Regions from separate parts of the Rattus norvegicus genome. Here region 1 is linked to region 2. Evidence: chromatin contacts called from public Hi-C data. All regions are on one chromosome and are shown on one strand. Each heading gives the region's core, a stretch centred on a gene start, on an enhancer-like site or on the middle of the called end of the contact. The rest is flanking DNA. Distances are from core to core; before and after follow the strand shown.

Region 1 (2,700 bases), core at 98-2,597, 68 kb after region 2:
CATACTCATTCACTCATTCATTCATTCTTCAGTGTTAATTTTCATTCGGGGTGTGCTTACATGTGTCTATGATGTGTATGTGTATTTACAGTGCGTGTACCTGTACGTGTGTGTGAGTGTCCGTGCCTCTGGAGGTCCGAGGACAGTGTCTAGCACTGGTTCCCACCTTTCATGGTGTTTGAGGCATGCTCTCTTGTTTGTTTGTTGCTCTGCATGCTGGGCTAGTTGCTTGTGAATTTCTGGGCATTCTCCTGTCTCTGTCTCCTGTCTCACCCAGGAGCACGAACATTACAAATGAGCAGTGCCACACTTCATTTTCCATGGATTCTGGGCATCCAAACTCAGCTCTTCATGCTTTTGTGTGAGCATTTTACTTGTCGCACCATCTCCCCACCTCAGTAATGGGAATTTTAAAATTGTATGTTAACATGAAATACTGATGCCTAATGAAAGTCAAGCTTTCTTTGTTCTCTACCCTGTTGGTCATTTAGAACTGCAGCTGTTGACTTTGATGGCTGGGGGGAAGGACACATTTTCTTTTGTCCCCCACTTAGCCATTTGGAAAGCACTAAAAGATTTTGGTATTTGAATCATTCTTTGCTTTTTTTTGCTACTGTTGCTTGTTTTGACATAGTCTTGTGACACACCTCAGGCTGGCCTGTAGTTCACAATTCTTCAGCTTCAGTCCTGTCTTCTATGGGCTGGAGTTACAAGCATGCACGGCTATTCCTGCTTGGCTAGAATGGTTCTTGAATAGCAGTTTTAAGATTTCAAGGATTTGAGTTTACATGGGAGAAGAAATCCAATATGAAGTTAATATGTAGCCTGGTTCTTTTACACAGCCTAACACCCTGCTTACCTTTGAGCAGAGCACAGAGAACCGGAGAGGAAAAATTAGCAACAAAAGGAAGTTGCTGAAGGCTAGGAATCAGGTTCCAGACTAGACTCAGTTTTAGAAGCCCAACCAGTGACTAATCCCGGTCTCGCTTAGCCTCACCAACATGCTGTGCACAGGGCTTGCTGCTGAGCAAATGAATAAAGGAATGAGTGCATGGGTGGCGAGGCGAGGAGGTGTTCAGTAAATGCAGAGGGGCAGCTTCAAAGATCTGACAGTAGACAGGTTAAAGTGGTTGGGTTGTTGGGGGGAGTATTTCTTTTATCAAAGCAACCCTGTAGTCTGTACTTCTGGAAACGATGGCCAATAGCTGTTGTTTCTCACCGGATGTTCTGTATTTGGAAAGGGTCAGTCCTCCAAGGCTTTCTTCCTGCTCCTTGGTCCAGTGTCAGCCATGTTTTCCTCACTGCCATTGGATGGAATGTAGCCAGTGAGCTAAGGATTTGTCCAGTAGACGGCGCTGTTGTACTCTAGCCTTGCCCATCTGGTAAGGTCGTCCTTCCTCACTGTGGTTCACAGGTTTCCATAAGGACTCCAGACATTTGGTAAAGAGTTTTTCTTTCTTTCTTCTTTAATTAGATGCAAATCTCTCTCTCTCTCTCTCTCTCTCTCTCTCTCTCTCTCTCTCTCTCTCTCTCTCTCTCTCTCTCTCTTTTTTTACAATTGGGCTCACCCCTCATGTCTTTTAATAGCAATATAGTAAAAAAAAAGAAAATACAAAGTAACATTCACATTTTCTGGTTCTAGAATCCAAACAACAACCTTTAGATGGGATCCTGACACCTTTGACTGAATGAAGCACACACACAGTGTGTGTGTGTGTGTGTGTGTGTGTGTGTGTGTGTGTGTGTGTAAAATGGTGGTCAATTATCTCCAACATGTAACCGCCATCCTGTTTTGGTTAAGGGCCCCAATTCACACACTCGGTGGGAAGGTCTGGGCCGCCCACGCAGGGTCGGGTGGGTCTTTTCCCAGTGAGCAGAGGAACACTGGACCATTATGGAGTAAGGTGTAGGGGGCTCCTGCTGGATGGCTCAGGCACAGTTGTCCCCAGATGCCCACTACCAAAGAATCTACAGGGCAGCACCAGCTTTGACCTCAGAGGGACCGAGAAAGATGCCACCTTGGCCTGGGGTCAGACCGTGTATGGGAACAGGGAAAGGAATGTAGACTTTGGCAGAGCGAAGAGAGGAAATATGGGCACCTAGGGAAGGCCACTGCCAGGCAACAGTGTGGGAAGCTCCCATCTGACAGCTACCTGGGAGGTCTTTTTAATAAAACTCATGAAAGTAAAGTACAGCTGGAAACTGCAGAACATGCACCAAGTAAAGGACCACTTGGTGAAGATCCTCATTTCCAGCTGAGAGTTGGCAGGGTTGGACTAGGGATGGGAATGTGTCCATGCGAGCTAGGATTTTCTGGTGATGGGTCTTTTTCATTACCATAAAAACAGAACATTATCCCTGCTCCTACCCCGGTCACTGAGATGCTGCAACAGTAACATATGGGAAGTTTGTCAGCTGTAAAGTTCCAGAAGGGTGTGAAGCCCTGCACTTGCTAGAGACAGGGCTCCTCTCCTCTCCTCGTCAAAATGCTTCCTTGCCACAGCACAGAACTCAGAAATTTTATATACAGTACGTACTAAAACAAACAGACAAATCAACAATGAAACCAATGACACATGCTTGTCATCTCTGACAAACATCTCAGCAGAGTGATTTTCTGTTGTGGGGAACAACTACAGTTCACATTTGCTGTCTTGTTTTCTTCCTATGCACAATGTAAAGCCCTTCCCCTCAGAGCCT
Region 2 (2,700 bases), core at 61-2,560:
CACCCAGTTCTCATCCTGAGGGTGACACTCCAAGTAGTTACAGAGAAAGGCCACTTCAGGCACCCAGTCTAGGAACAAGAAAACAGCGGATTTGGGGAGCCTGGAGAGACTCTAGTCACAGAACAGTATTTAAATATATTTGTCTGCGTACAATTTCCATTGCAAATGTGATTAGTTTGCCTGAATAAATAAGAAATGATGTGTTGGCCATGTTTTCCTCTCCAGGGTTATCACAGAGTTTTGATTAAGGACAAATGTTGGAAATGTTGGGTATATTTAAGTTCACTGCACTTAAAATGATCTAAGAAGTTGTATAGGCTTGATTAAAGGGCTGCCTTCGTGAACTTAAAATTAAAAGCAATAAATTCCAATGACTCGAGTGATTGGGACTGAATATGGTATTCTGCCAGCAAAGTTGAAATGCAGTCCAGAGAGGCTGAAATGGTGTGCAGGTTTGATGCACCGGTGAAAGAGGAAAGGTCAACCTGTCAGAGCTGCCTTCTCCCTGGGTTCGTGAACGATTCACATTACACAGAATTCCTTTTAAGTAGAACTTCACAGGAGAGACAAGCTCCCAGGACAATCTGTTTTGTCATTTTCAAAAAGAAGCCTCTCTGAGGCTCGGAGGCTGGCTTGTAAAGTGTTGTCAGATGGAGAGAGGGAAGGTAAGGATAGGAGAGGGGAGATGGGGGTGGGGAAGGGTCCAGGGCTAGCTATGCACAGGCGCAGGCCAAGTTTCCCAGTTTCCAAAACGGAAGTCAAGGTGACTTCCCTACCAACCGGAGGGCGGAACCCTTGAAACGTAATAGGATCAGGCTTCAGCCCCAGTTGGGGCCCCTGGAAGGAGAAACCCAGGTCAACAACAGTCGGGTCAGAAGCAGGAGAACCCCGAAGTAGCAAAAGGGTTTGTGTGTCTCTGGGCTCTAACCGGTCCCAGGCTACCTGGCCCCATTCGCGCGCTCCTTCTTGCTGGCAAGGGCTCAGTCCCGCGAGACACCGCTCCGGACCGGGCCAAGTGGGAGTGCCCTGCTAGCAAAGTTTCCGTAGCAAGATCCGGCCGCGGTACCCACGCGGCCACAAGTGCAGTCCCCTGTGCCCTCCACCCCGCAGCTGCAAGGTGGAACCCCACATCTACTACACCGGCTGGACCCCTCTGGGCTCCAGATTCGCCCCGGCCCGCCGTTCTTACCTTGGCGGCCGCCATGCTTCGGCCGGGGTACAGGCAGCTTTGAGACCTGCTGTCTGGTTGGATTGCACTAGGGACCCCGGCGACTCACTTCCCGTCCAGGCAGAGGTGGGGGCGGTGATTCTGCCCGGCAGCATGCGCGCCTGGCCTGCCTCCCCACGCCCTCCTGGCGCGGGTCATGCGGGAGCCGTCAGCCCATTGGCTGGGCCAGGGCAGGGCCTCCCGGGCGCGCGTGATCTGAAGGCCTCTGCCCTGTAGCCAGGGAGGGCCTCAGTATGGGAACTACTGAGGGACCAGGACATGTGACACAAACTGTGCTGTCCAGCTTTAGTAGCCATTGTTGTGGATACCCCGGGCCCAGGGAGAAATGCAAGCCACTGTACAGAAGACTGGTGACCTGCTGAGGAAAGCTGCTTCTGGGGCCAAGGGCTGGCTAGGCCTGTGCCCATGAGATAGCCAAGTTAGAGTGGTTAACACACAACACCTGAAAGTTAACACACATACTCTCACACATGCATACCTAGTTGGAAAAGGTTCTTGCCAGGTTCACCTTGGTTTTTGCTTCAAGATGGACCCCACTTTAATGCCATCATGAATCCCTAAAGTATTCACTAATAGAAGTGAAGATAACAAACAGGTATCTCACCTACTTTGTAGTGATAAATTCTTGAATATGGTACAGAACTCTATATAAGGATCAAAGAGGTCAAGGCCTTAAAGAGGTGACAAACCTTAATAAAACTTACAGGCTATAGTTTGTTCCCAGGACACCATAAGAACAATAAAAACAGGAAAAGATCTTAGAGAATATTCCTAAGGTAAGAATGTCAGTCCAATGCATAGATAACAAGAGATGCCCCAGCCATACAGAATGAGAGGAGACAGGAGACCCTGGGGAACCCAAGGGTTTGGTCAGAGAAGGCAACCTAAATGTAGGGAACTGCTGGAGGAAGTCTAGGTGACAGGAAAGATCTGTGTTGTGGAGATTCTGGGTACCCTGCAGAAGAACTGAAACCACCTGGGGGCTTTTAAAGGCTAGAGGCAGCATATGTAAATTCCAGTGTAGCTGGAGTTCCACTCACTTACCAGATTGTATCCCAGGTTCACAAGTTAGAAACTAAATCAGGAGTGTAATATAATCAAGTCCTAAGGGCTCTGCCCTAAAGTATGCAAATGCCTTCGTAAAGAGGGGCTTGTAACCCTTACGTTCCCAGTACCAGGAAAGTGAGAGCAGGTAGATCAAGGGTTCCAGGCCACCCTAATCTGTATAGATTTAGGAAGCATGTCGAAAAAAGAAAGAAAAGAAAGGGACTCATAGTAATAAGCTTACTCTCATTGTCTTCTGTCATGTGACAAGGTAGCTTTCCTCTCTCAGGAAGATATAGTACTCAGGGGACCATCTTGTAAACACAGAGACAAAACCTTGTCTTGTTGCACCTTTGATCTTGGAGTTCTTGGCCAAGGTGACAACTAAAAGGAGTAAGTTTTTATCCTCACTCTCGGGTACTGTGTGG

What was found. Hi-C and Micro-C count contacts between places; a contact is called where the count stands out from the background.
Region 1: a Hi-C map of liver shows a contact between it and region 2, with 1.8 times the contacts expected there. The contact joins the enhancer-like site here to the promoter of Slc25a13 in region 2. A contact is called at or near these places in 3 of 12 Hi-C or Micro-C datasets (kidney and liver).

Annotation. Positions count from the first base shown.
Region 1 is chr4:35,395,189-35,397,888 of GRCr8, forward strand. All of the region lies in intron 2 of LOC102554854 (a long non-coding RNA gene), which reads left to right. Among named protein-coding and RNA genes, the nearest start is that of Slc25a13, 68 kb to the left of the region's middle. Within about 2 kb of position 1,348, at least 4 of the 93 cell types and tissues checked have an H3K27ac peak or open chromatin away from gene starts, as enhancers often do. A contact at or near this core is called in liver, where this site is marked.
Region 2 is chr4:35,327,050-35,329,749 of GRCr8, forward strand. It overlaps Slc25a13 (solute carrier family 25 member 13), which reads right to left and starts at 1,311. Exons shown (of 18, transcript NM_001419627.1): 1 at 1,190-1,311. The coding sequence starts at 1,204.